Linked DNA regions of Mus musculus: regions 1 and 2 are each linked to region 3. The links are chromatin contacts, called in public HiChIP or PLAC-seq maps. All regions are on one chromosome and are shown on one strand. Each heading gives the region's core, a stretch centred on a gene start, on an enhancer-like site or on the middle of the called end of the contact. The rest is flanking DNA. Distances are from core to core; before and after follow the strand shown.

What was found. HiChIP or PLAC-seq counts read pairs in DNA pulled down with a chosen protein or histone mark.
Region 1: a contact with region 3 is called in an H3K27ac HiChIP or PLAC-seq map of embryonic stem cells, with 2.9 times the contacts expected there. The contact joins two enhancer-like sites. A contact is called at or near these places in 2 of 484 Hi-C or Micro-C datasets (both in embryonic stem cells) and 3 of 115 datasets of contacts at active chromatin or transcription factors (all in embryonic stem cells).
Region 2: an H3K27ac HiChIP or PLAC-seq map of embryonic stem cells shows a contact between it and region 3, with 5 read pairs. The contact joins two enhancer-like sites. A contact is called at or near these places in 1 of 484 Hi-C or Micro-C datasets (embryonic stem cells), 1 of 115 datasets of contacts at active chromatin or transcription factors (embryonic stem cells) and 1 of 9 other capture datasets (embryonic stem cells).

What each region holds. Positions count from the first base shown.
Region 1 is chr1:13,072,462-13,076,169 of GRCm38.p6, forward strand. No RefSeq gene overlaps it. Among named protein-coding and RNA genes, the nearest start is that of Gm39592, 31 kb to the right of the region's middle. Within about 2 kb of position 1,725, at least 13 of the 459 cell types and tissues checked have an H3K27ac peak or open chromatin away from gene starts, as enhancers often do. A contact at or near this core is called in embryonic stem cells, where this site is marked.
Region 2 is chr1:13,093,468-13,097,090 of GRCm38.p6, forward strand. All of the region lies in intron 2 of Gm39592 (a long non-coding RNA gene), which reads right to left. Among named protein-coding and RNA genes, the nearest start is that of Gm39592, 9.7 kb to the right of the region's middle. Within about 2 kb of position 1,879, at least 8 of the 459 cell types and tissues checked have an H3K27ac peak or open chromatin away from gene starts, as enhancers often do. A contact at or near this core is called in embryonic stem cells, where this site is marked.
Region 3 is chr1:12,742,993-12,746,950 of GRCm38.p6, forward strand. All of the region lies in intron 2 of Sulf1 (sulfatase 1), which reads left to right. Among named protein-coding and RNA genes, the nearest start is that of Sulf1, 53 kb to the left of the region's middle. Within about 2 kb of position 1,914, at least 39 of the 459 cell types and tissues checked have an H3K27ac peak or open chromatin away from gene starts, as enhancers often do. A contact at or near this core is called in embryonic stem cells, where this site is marked.

The sequences.
Region 1 (3,708 bases), core at 475-2,974, 330 kb after region 3:
AGGACGGCCGAGCTAATCAAGGAAGAACTAACTGCCTTGCACCACAGTTTACCCCAGCAGTCAGCTAGCTGAAGACTCTACAGTGTGGCCCAGGACTCAAGTTGTTGCTTGGAACAGGAGACAGATAACCACACTTGTTAAACCTGTTCACCTTTTAGCTTTTGTTAACCTTAGGCCACAAAGGTACAACTAAAGGTATTTATTCTCATTAGTTGTCCCTCACTTTGGGGACCAGGTAAGCTCACATTTGACCCTGTCTCAAATACACAGACACACACACACAGCATTTGAAAGTTTTCAGTGGCCTCTTTGACAATCAGGCCTCTTCTCCCAGTTTCCTAACTCCTCGCCCACCCTGAGGGTCATGGGGGATGAGAGATTCATTGAGGTATGACAGACAGAGGAAAGGGCTGTGGATCATGTGATCACACAGCAAGCATGTGACCAGCAACGGAGCCAGATAGACCTGCCAGCCCACCCCAGAGCTGCCATAGCATGGGATCTTGGGTAGTTTCTTTTCTAAAGGCTGACGGTATCCTCTCTGTTGAAAAAGAGCCTCCAAGGTCCCAGAAGTTCTTTAATACTGAGATGTAGCTTTCATATAGAAGATCTACTACGGGGCTGGTGAGATGGCTCAGCGGTTAGGAGTGCTGACTGCTCTTCCAAAGGTCCTGAGTTCAAACCACATGGTGGCTCACAACCATTTGTAATGAAATCTGACGCCATCTTCTGGAGTGTCTGAAGACAGCTACAGTGTACTTACATATAACAAATATATATATATATATATATATATGATCTACTACATCTCCGTAATAATGCACAGCCCCATTTAGCACAATAGGCACAGCTGGCTATTTTTTCTCAGTCTCTTCAGTCTACTTTGTTTCTCCCAGCCATCTCTCTGCTCCACAGAGGTGACCATGAAGCTTCCTAATTGGGAAGCTCCCCTAAAGTCTCACACTCACTGATAGAATGACAGGCCCAAGATGAGAGCACAGAGCTAAAATAGGAATGTCAAAGGATACTTTTCACACTTGCCCTCTAAACAACACCCAGCAGACAGCCAGGAGTCTTTGAAATGTGTCCTGTAGAACCACCAGCCCCTAATCCTAGGGATGAAGATCAAGGGAGCAACAGGCTGAAGTAGAGCTTGCAATCTGCCTTGCAAGGTTGATGTTATTTGATGCTTCATCTCACCTCTTTATACAAAAAAAAAAAAAAAAAATCAAAATAAGTTATGAATGACAGACTATTTTTGACACAGTCCAAACATAGCCAAGAAGTAAGAAAAATGAGTCCCATAGGAATGGGTCTTTAACTCCAGGGACACAGCAGTCACCATAGGGTTTAGCCCCAGCACTGCATTAACCTGGAAGAAGTAACACAAGCCTGAATTGTAGCAGGTTCAAGGCCAGCAGGGTAGAGGAAGGACTTGCCTGAAAAACAGACAAACAAAACACCCAAAAGAAAACAGAACCAATTAAAAACAAACAAACAAGGCCCACAGGGCAGCAGTGGAGCTGGCCTTCGATTCCAGCACAAGGGAGGCAATGGCAGGTGGATCTCTGTGAGTTCAAGGTCAGCCTGGTGTGCAACCTATATAATGAGACTCTGTCTTGAGAAGCTAACCAAGCAAGCAAGCAAGCTAACAGAGTTACTGTGTGGAGATTCTGCTGTATTCAGACTCATGATCTCCTGCATCCTCTGGGCTCCGTAACTAACAAGACAACATATATGTGCTCAGTTGTGGAGGAGAGACTTGCCAGCCCATCCTTGGGCAGTTTTATCTCTACAAATTAAAGACGGTAGTAATTTCCATCTCTACTTACTAGCATTAACAACCCCACAAATGCTTCTGTATTTTCCCCCTTGATTAGTCTGCTACTGAATGGCTAGTAAATTTAAAATGTTTTAATGGCTTCTTTTTCCAGATAAGGTGAGTTCTACTATGCTACCTTGCTGCACTCAATCTTTAAAAAAAAAAAAAAAAAAAAAAAAAAAAAGAACAAACAAAAAGTACGAAAATCTAAAAACAACAAGCAAACAAAACCCCAAACTTCTCCCCCGACATACAGTTAAGTTTTTTGTTAAGTAATTTGCAAATTTACTTAACAAAAAACTTTTTAGTCATGTATTCTATCTTTCGAGGGGGGGGCAGGGGGGAGTGAATTTGCAAGCAGACAATAGGGATGGAACAGTTACAAAGTGGTGCTTTTCTTTGTTCCAAAGGTGGGCTGAGTGCTTCATTTTAAGCTAAGTAGATCTCCAAGAGCACAGAGAGCTCGTCCCCAGGGTCCCGCAGCACCTTCAGGCAAGTACAATTAGGCAAAGACCTCGGAAAACCCCTGGAGGGTTTCAAAACTTACCCCCTCCCTCAGACTCCAACCTGCTAATCTAATGCTAATCTTTGCTCAGAAACTACAGGTATTTTAACACCAACTAATTAGGTTTGCTAGTTCTCCGGGCGTAGGCCGGGTCTTTCCTAAAGCTTGATGTGTGTGTTATTAGCTAAGTGGGTCTATATACTCCCGAAAGCTCGCCTGACCCTTTTCCATGACACAGAAGTCAATGAATGGATTGATAAGACCACAAAGGAGACAGGGGGCATTTGTGCGCAGTGATTTCTCCTTTAAAGAAATGATTAACTGACAGAGTCTATTGAATGCCAAAATCTAACATCAGATTTTATTCTTAAACCAATGCAGTTTAATACAGTGGTTATAAGATAAACATTTTTATTAGTCCACAGAGAATTCCTGGGGAAACTTGGCATAAGCTCAAGATTCAAACAAAGATCATGATTCTCAATTAATTTCTGTGTCTCTGAGTCTGTCTGTCTGTCTCCCCCCTCCTTACCTCTTCTTTGCTCCATCTTTCCTGCTTCTCTTCTTCTCTCTCCATCTATCTGCTTAGGCATGTAAGTGCCCTCTACCTCAGGCCTTTTAATGTCTGTGTTTGGAGAAGTTCAGTTCTTGTGCACTCTACAAAATTCCTGCATCCTAATCAATGATGCTCCTGCTTCCTTTACTCCTCGTCCCCTCCCTCCCTCCCTTCCTTTCTTTCTTTCAATTTTTTTTAAATAGTCACATTTATATTTTATTGTTTATATTTTATTGAACACTATAAATATAGAGAAACGCTAACATATGTAGGAGGATGTAAATTAGTAGCATGCAAACATGCCACTTCATATAAAGGCTTGAGTTGCCAAGGATTTTAGCAGCCAACCAGCTTTAGGGGTAGCTTCAGAGATCCCCCATGAGCCGGGCAGTGGTGGTGCACGCCTTTAATCCCAGCACTTGGGAGGCAGAGACAGGCAGATTTCTGAGTTCGAGGCCAGCCTGGTCTACAAAGTGAGTTCCAGGACAGCCAAGACTATACAGAGAAACCCTGTCTCGAAAAACCAAAAAAAAAAAAAAAAAAAGAAATCCCCCATGAATGCTGATGGATACTCAGGGTACTCTGGAGAATGAGAAAGATTACAACATTGCCGACATTGCCGACATTGCCTCCCACAGCTATGGAGTTGAAGTCCACAAACCTGCAAGTTGGAAATGTGGGAGAATGAGGGTTTAGTTCCAGGTGGAATGTGCGTGGGCCTGAGGACCAGGACAGCAGGTGTTCCAAGTTCCAGTCTGAGTCCGCTGTGGTTTGCCCCCCAAGTTCGTGTGCTAGAAGCTTGGTTCTCGTTGTGGTGCGACCTTT
Region 2 (3,623 bases), core at 629-3,128, 350 kb after region 3:
CCGCTGCAGGCCTTGGAGAGTCTTACAGGGTCTCCATAGCCACCCCCGACCCGCCCCCATGCTTGCCAGGACTGCTCCTTCATCATTGTTTTCCAATCAGCGAAGGAGCCTGTGGAAGCAGCACCCTGAGGACTCCTTGTTGAAGTACTCTCTCTCCCTGGCAGTCTCTGTTTTGTCTGGGACTCCCTCTGAGTTCACACATCTGGGCGCCCTCACAGCTACCCAGCATGGCTACCCAGCATGGCTACCCACCACTCTGGCAGACAGTTAGGAACCTATCTTAGAAACTTTTTTCTTTCCTTTCCTTTCCTTCCCTTCCCTCCCCCCTCCCTTTTTCTTTTCTTTTCTTTTCTTTTCTTTTCTTTTCTTTTCTTTTCTTTTCTCTTCTCTTCTCTTCTCTTCTCTTCTCTTCTTTCTTTCTTTCTTTCTTTCTTTTCTTTCTTTCTTTCTTTCTTTTTTTTTTTTTTTTTGTGATTTGGAATAATATGATACCTGAGGCCTGCCACCGGGCAGTTTTTGATAAGAGCTAGGACTCAAACAAGCTCAGATAGAGCCTAACCTAGAACAGGTTTTGATATAAACTTACCCCACACTAAATGATGCTGGATACATAAACTTGTCCGATGAAATGATACAAAATTTAGAACTTTGGGAATTGTCTCTAGGATCACAGGGCTGTGCTCCCAAGACACAGCTTCACTCCCCTCTGTGTTGATACAAGAGGACTTGAGACTCTGCAAGACCCTGGGCTTTTATGCCACTGTAGTTGGGCTCACACAGGGACCCCCTCAGTGCCATCTTCTCAGCCTGCCACAGCTAAAGGACTTTAGAGAAGACATGGGTCGAGCCTACAACCTTGAGAAGCGTGCTTACCAGAGACGATCCCCCCTCGTGGAACCCTGCGCTGCATTTCTGCCCAAACCACTGTTCTAAGATGGGAGACATGTCTGTTTAACTCTTATGTTAGTATGATATTATAAAGAATGTTTGTGTGAATAAATGAATATATTAGAAAGATAAGTCTTGTGTGTGAAGAACAAGCCTGCCTCCATTTTTTACATAAAAGCCATCTTTTTTTTTTTTTTTTTTTTTTTCTTTTTTTCTGAGACAGGGTTTCTCTGTGTAGCCCTGGAACTCACTCTGTAGACCAGGCTGGCCTCTAACTCTTGAAAGCCATCTTATAGTAAAGGCAAATTAGGCTCATTCGTGTTTATGATTGATCTGGGCTATGCCCCACCTGTAACCAGAACTCCCGAGGATTCCGGCCTGCCTGTTCCGGGAATGGCGAGCGTGTCTTTGTTTCAGGGCAGACTAACTTGTTATGCTGATGCTCTGCTCCTGTAACCCTGCCTATTTTGCCTGCCCCCCCCCCCCCCGCCCCTATTTGGAAACCTCCTACCCCTGAGCTATAAAAATCTTGTCTTCCTCACATCCAATGCTAACTTCTCAAAACCCACCTTAGGGAGAAAGCACCCTGTGTACCCGAGTAAAAAAAGCTTGCTTTAATTAATTTGGCAGATGGTCTTTCTCCTCCCTTCTCTGGGATTAACCTGTACACATCCTAACTGTGTGCACCCTGCAGCCCATTGTCTTGCTTCCTGCAGTGTAGGTCATCCCTTTCTGCCCACTCAAGGAAATGTATTTGAGGCATGGTGGGGCAGGCCTGTAATCCCAGCACCACAGAGGCTGGCGTTAGAAGATCAATAGAGTCTTAAGCCAGTCTGGGATATAGATGAAACTTTGTCTCAAAACAAACAAACAAGCAAACAGAAAACAAAAGCAAAAAACAAAACAACAAACTATCAATAGGGAGCTATCCTCAGGTGAGGGACTCTGGTATTCACAACACTTGTTCTATTTTTTGAAGGGACTGGGATTTTCTTTCTTTCTTTGTTTTTGTATGAGATAGGGTCTGTCTATGTAATTCTGTCTGGCCTGGAAGTCAATATATAGACCAGGCTGGGCTCAAACTCACTGAGATGCATCTGCCGCAGCTTTAAAGATGTGTGTCATCACACCCAGCTTTTTTATTTTATTTTATATTTTTTGAGATAGGATCTCACTAGGAAGGCTCTTGGGGATGTCGGGTGTTGGGAGCTGAGAGCAGAGCTCTGTTATTCTGGCTGTCCTGGAACTTGCTGTGTAGATGAGGATGGCTTCAAACTCAGAAATATCCTGCTTCCACCTCCCACTGGCTGGGATTAAGTTACCACTGCCCGCCCGCCCACCTGTAGGATTTGCCTCAGCCTGCAGCGGAAAGACAGGTTGAAAGGATACAAAACTAGAGATAAAGCGAACAGCTAGCAGTGACAGCCATACTGTGGAACTGAGAGTGAAATAAGAAAAAAATGGAAACTTGTGAGAGCTGATTAGAGAGACAGAAAGATTCAAGAGGGCAAATGGACAGATGAAGGTTGACTAAGAAGGAGGTGGGTGACAAGTCACAGGATCCCCGACTCCACTTTACACAGCATTGATGCAGCTGGAAGATATGAGAAGTTGGTTCTGGCAGTACAGGCCTGTAATTCCACCCCCTCCGGGTGCTGGAGCAAGGAGGATAGCAAGTCAGAAGCAATCTAGGCTGCAGAGCGAGTCAAAAGCAGAAAGAGGGCCCAGCCTGAGATCAGCTCTGGCTTTAGTCAAGCCCCAGTAGGGCAACTACAACAAAAAAGACTTAAAGGGGGAGGTGACTAAATTTTAACCCTTTCAGAAGGAGAACAATGAAATGTCTACACGTCACACAGTAGTTACACAGGAGAAGTGTTCAGCAGGGTTTCCAAAGCTCAGGAAAGAGATTTGATTTGAGGTTATCAGTGATAATGTGGGTGCTAAGAACTGACCTGGATCCTCTGCAAGAACGTCTCTTGCACAGAGCCATCACTTCAGGTCACACGCTGCTTTTTAAATCGTTTTAAGATTGTTTTATGCATATGTGTATTTTGCCTGCATGTTGTCTGTGCATTATGTGTGTCTGGTACCCACTGAAGCTAAAAGAAGAATGTTGGATCCCTGGAACTAGGATTACAGACAGTTGTGAGGTAATATGTAGGTACTGGGTCCTGGACCCTCCACATTGAACTCCAGTCCTCTGGAAGATCAGTCACTGCTCTTACCTGCTTTCCAATCACCCTTCTCCCAGTTATTAGGGTCTTAATACAGCGCCAGCTTAGCCTCATAATAGCTGGGTAATGTGAATAGCTTTGAACTCCTGATCCTCCTGCCTTTGCCACCCAAGAACTGGCTTTTAGGGGTGTATGGTACCACCCCTGGTTGACTATAGTTTTGCAAGACATTTTACTGTTTCTTTGGTCTAGCAACCCTTTATACATCTTATCTACTTATTTTTGGAGTTTTTCCAGCTAACCTGGAATATTTAGTTACATTGAGTAAATTCCTAAATTGACAGATAATTCTCGTTCACATTTTAATGAGATTTTGTAACACCCACCCTGCACCCACTCTAAGGTTTCTCTGTGTAGCCTTGGCTGTCCTGGAACTCAGTCCCTGTTGTAACCAGGGATCCATCTGACTCTGCCTCCCAAGTGCTGGGATTAAAGGGCATACACTACCATATCTCAAAATATTTGATATTCTAGAGGTGCTCAGGCAATCAAAGAGTTATT
Region 3 (3,958 bases), core at 664-3,163:
CCACATAAGCTAGATCTCAGGGCTGCAGCTGAACTAGTTCTGTGCTGAGCTTAGTCCCCTGCACAACTTTAGGATTGTACCCAAAAGGAAGAAGGCAACATGCTTCCTTCCAGAGTCTATAGGATAACGATGATAAGAAGCTGGGAACGGAATGACTTCCTTCAAGGGTTTCTGTATGAACAGCAGGATTAGAACGTCGAGAACCTTTACAAGTACTCTGGTGGCTTTTAAATTTAAACTTGATTGTCTTTTGGACTGCCTGTCTTGCACCTTCCTATGTCAAAAAGTTAACTCAAAAGGAAAGATAGTTAAATTGCCATGAATGACAGGAAATGTTCTCCGTTTTCATTTTCAGAGTTTTTTCCTAAAATCTTTTCTTTAAGGATTCATTTGATTTTATTTTGTATGTATGAGTGTTTGCCTGCATGTATGCATATGTACCACATGTATGTCTTGTGTCCCTGAAGGCCAGAATAGGGCATCAGATGTCCTGGAACTAAGGGGTGCAGAGAACTGAACCCAGGTCCTCTGGAAGAGCAGCCAATGGTCTTAACCCCTGCCTGAGGCATCACTCCAGCCCCTCTAACATCTTAATTCAATATCTTGAAAAGGGATATAATGTGAAATAATATTCATAAATGAAAAATGTAAGACTTATAGAAGTCTCTTAAAAATTGTCGATGTTAAAAATCTCTACATAAATGTGTACTATAAATGTAGGCTCATTCATTTTAGAAATATTCCTCTTGCACATGAGAGCAACAGTAAAAAAAAAAAAAAAATCTCTACATTGGCTACACATTTTACCTAGCATAGCTTCAGTCCAGTCCTAAAGGGTTCCTAAAATTCAGAAGTATTCCAACTGTATAACACAGAAACACACACCGGCTACTTTGTAGTTTAAATCTGGTTCTCATGGTATTGTTACTATCAATATTATACAGTCTTTTTTAATATTTAATCTTCCTTTACATCTACAACAGTAGTTCTCAACCTTCCTAATGCTGTGACCCTTTAATATAGTTCCTCATGCTGCAGTAATACCCCCAACTTATAATTATTTTGTTGCTACTTCATAACTGTAATGTTGCAACTATTATGAATCATAATGTAAAAATCTGATCTGCAATTCCAGGGGTCCACAGGTTGTAGACCATTAATCTATGGGATTCTTAAAATCAACTGTCCCTTTTCCTTCTGTATTTCTAATCTCTTTAAGTTAATAGCAGTAAGGAAGTTAGGTAAATTAGGTAAGGAAGTCTGCCCTGACTGTGATGTCCAGTCTCTTGGTTTGTTCTTCAGGTTGGCTTTGGCTAGTCACCCTTTACCTCAGATCTTTGATTACAGAACCCATCATGTGGAAATGATACCTTGACCTCAGCATGCAGGTTGAGGACCCCAGCAATTTTAACAGTAGAACAAAAACCTAGTGCGTTATTGTGGCAATGTAGTGACTATTCTGTTAAAAGAGCAGAGATTTTAAGTTGGTTGTTGAAAACTGTTGAAAACTATGGGTTTAGTTTCACTTTGTTTTTTGATTGTTTTTTTTTTTTTTCCCAAACATTCTCCCCTTGGTTTACATTGCCCAGTTAAGAATTTAAAAGGACGCCTTTGCTAAAGCCTCAGGTTCCACCTGGTTTGGGGGTGAAAGCACAGGAAGCCACTGCATTTTGCATAGTTTCCATTTGAAAAGGTCTACCAGCCCGGGTTCTCTTTCAGGGTGGGCCAGGCTTCCGGGAACCTTGGCCAAGCCTTTAGATAAACCTGCTGGAGGTTGGGATTTTGTATCAGATCCTCAAATGCCACTCAGCTAGTTCCACCTTTGAAAAGCTGCCATTGTAATGTCCCCAGAGTGTGCATAGCCATTCCTAAAGGGTGAGGTGGACTGACACCTCGTAGTGTAATGTGGGGGAGAATTTTTCAGCCACTTGGCATTTGTTCACTCTAATTGGGAAACCAGACAGGCTGGGTTATAGAGGCTCTGGTGTCAGGCAAAGTATTTGAGGAAGGAATTTCTTTTGATGTCTCAACAAAAGGATTTTCAAGTAAATAGCTTGGAGACCTATTTAATTCTTTTTCTTTTTTGCTTTGTTTCTTCCTTTACTTAAACATTCATCAATGCAACCAATATTCACCAAGCATTCCTACAGGCCAGGTGTGTTTTAAATGCCTGTCATTGTGACAACACCTGAGCAGATCAACTCAGGAAAACACTTTGTTTGCACTGTGTCAGGAGAGGACAAAAGACCGAAGTGTGTGGCAGAGAAGACTGCTCACTTCATGGATGAGACAGGGATGTCGATATTCCCTTCGAAGGCAGGCCCCAAATGCTCTGTCTTCCATTAGACTTCCTGCCTAAAGGTTTCACTACTTCCTGGGTACACCAGAGTTGATCAACAAAACCTTCAGAGAAAAACCTTTGGGGCACATCTAAGAATCAAACTATGAAACCAATCAGGATGCCATGTGCCCATAATTTCAGCCTTCAAGAGGCCAGTGCAGAAGGCTCACAAATTCAAATGTGAGCCTGAGCTACATAATAAGACACACTATAAAATACAAAACAAACAAATAAAAAACAAAAAATAATCAAACTATAGAATATGCCAAGCCTCATTCTAAGAATTTGAAATGTATCAGCGAGTAAAATATTTAGAGACCTGGAACTCTGTGTATATCATGTTCTAGTAAGAGGAGGAAGATAATCTACTCATTTCTACCAAGTCTATATAGTCTATTAGAACAGAGAGCAAAATGAGCAATCAGGTACATTGCAATGCTAAAAAGGAAGGTTTGCTGAGAAAAGGTTTAAATTTGAAGGACATAGAGAAGTCGAAGCTGGGAATCTTATAGAACACCAGGAAATGGAGGGATGGCTCAGTGGTTAAGGATACCCACAAGTTCAGTTCCCAGCACCCCTGTTGGCACTGACAACTACTTATGACTTTAGCCCCAGGGTATCTGTGTTCACATGCATATGTGTCCCCAATACATATGCATAATTAAGAATAATAAAAATAATCTTTAAGAAAGAAAGCATTCCATCGAGGAAAAAACTAACATAAAAAGACCACTATAAACCAAAAAAATAAAAAAGTAAAAAAAAAAAAAAAGCCGGGCGTGGTGGCGCACGCCTTTAATCCCAGCACTCGGGAGGCAGAGGCAGGCGGATTTCTGAGTTCGAGGCCAGCCTGGTCTACAAAGTGAGTTCCAGGACGGCCAGGGCTACACAGAGAAACCCTGTCTCGAAAAACCAAAAAAATAAAAAAGTAAAAAAAAAGACCACTATAAGTAGTCTGATGCAATATGAGAACCACAGAGAGACTGTGCACAGTAGTGTCACAGTAGTGTCCGGAAATGGTATCAGAGTCACCGCAGGCCAATACATGACCCATAGGCCATGGGAAGATTAAGGCGATTTCTCTGGATGAAAGGGAAACCGTTATTGAAGTTCACATAAAGGAATAGTGCTTTCTGACTTATGTTTCCAAAGGTTCTCTTTGCTGTGCTAGAAGCAGATGATAGATGAACAACAGCAGCAAGAAGAGACTTACTACGAGGCTATTAAAATAGAGGAGAGAACTTCACACTTATAGTAAGAGAAGCTTCAGAAATAGACACCAGCTATTTATAAAGGAAGAACCAACAGTATTACCTAATCAGTTGGATAGCAAATGTGAGAAGCATTTTTAAGAGAGGAGGAGGGAAGAGGGATGGAAAGCGGGATGGAGGGACTCACCTCCGGAGTTCAGTGGTTTCAGTAATTGAGTTGGGGATGTCTATTAGTCCTCCGATCGGAAATATCTTTTGGCATTTAGATCTACAATCATTGGAAATCATTAGCATGGTGTCCACAGTGATGGGTTTATAGACAGATGGAGCTGGGTGTGGGGAAGAAACAAGCCTGCTGTCTCAGTGCTGAGGAGGCTGAGGCAGGAAACCATGAGCTCAAAGATAG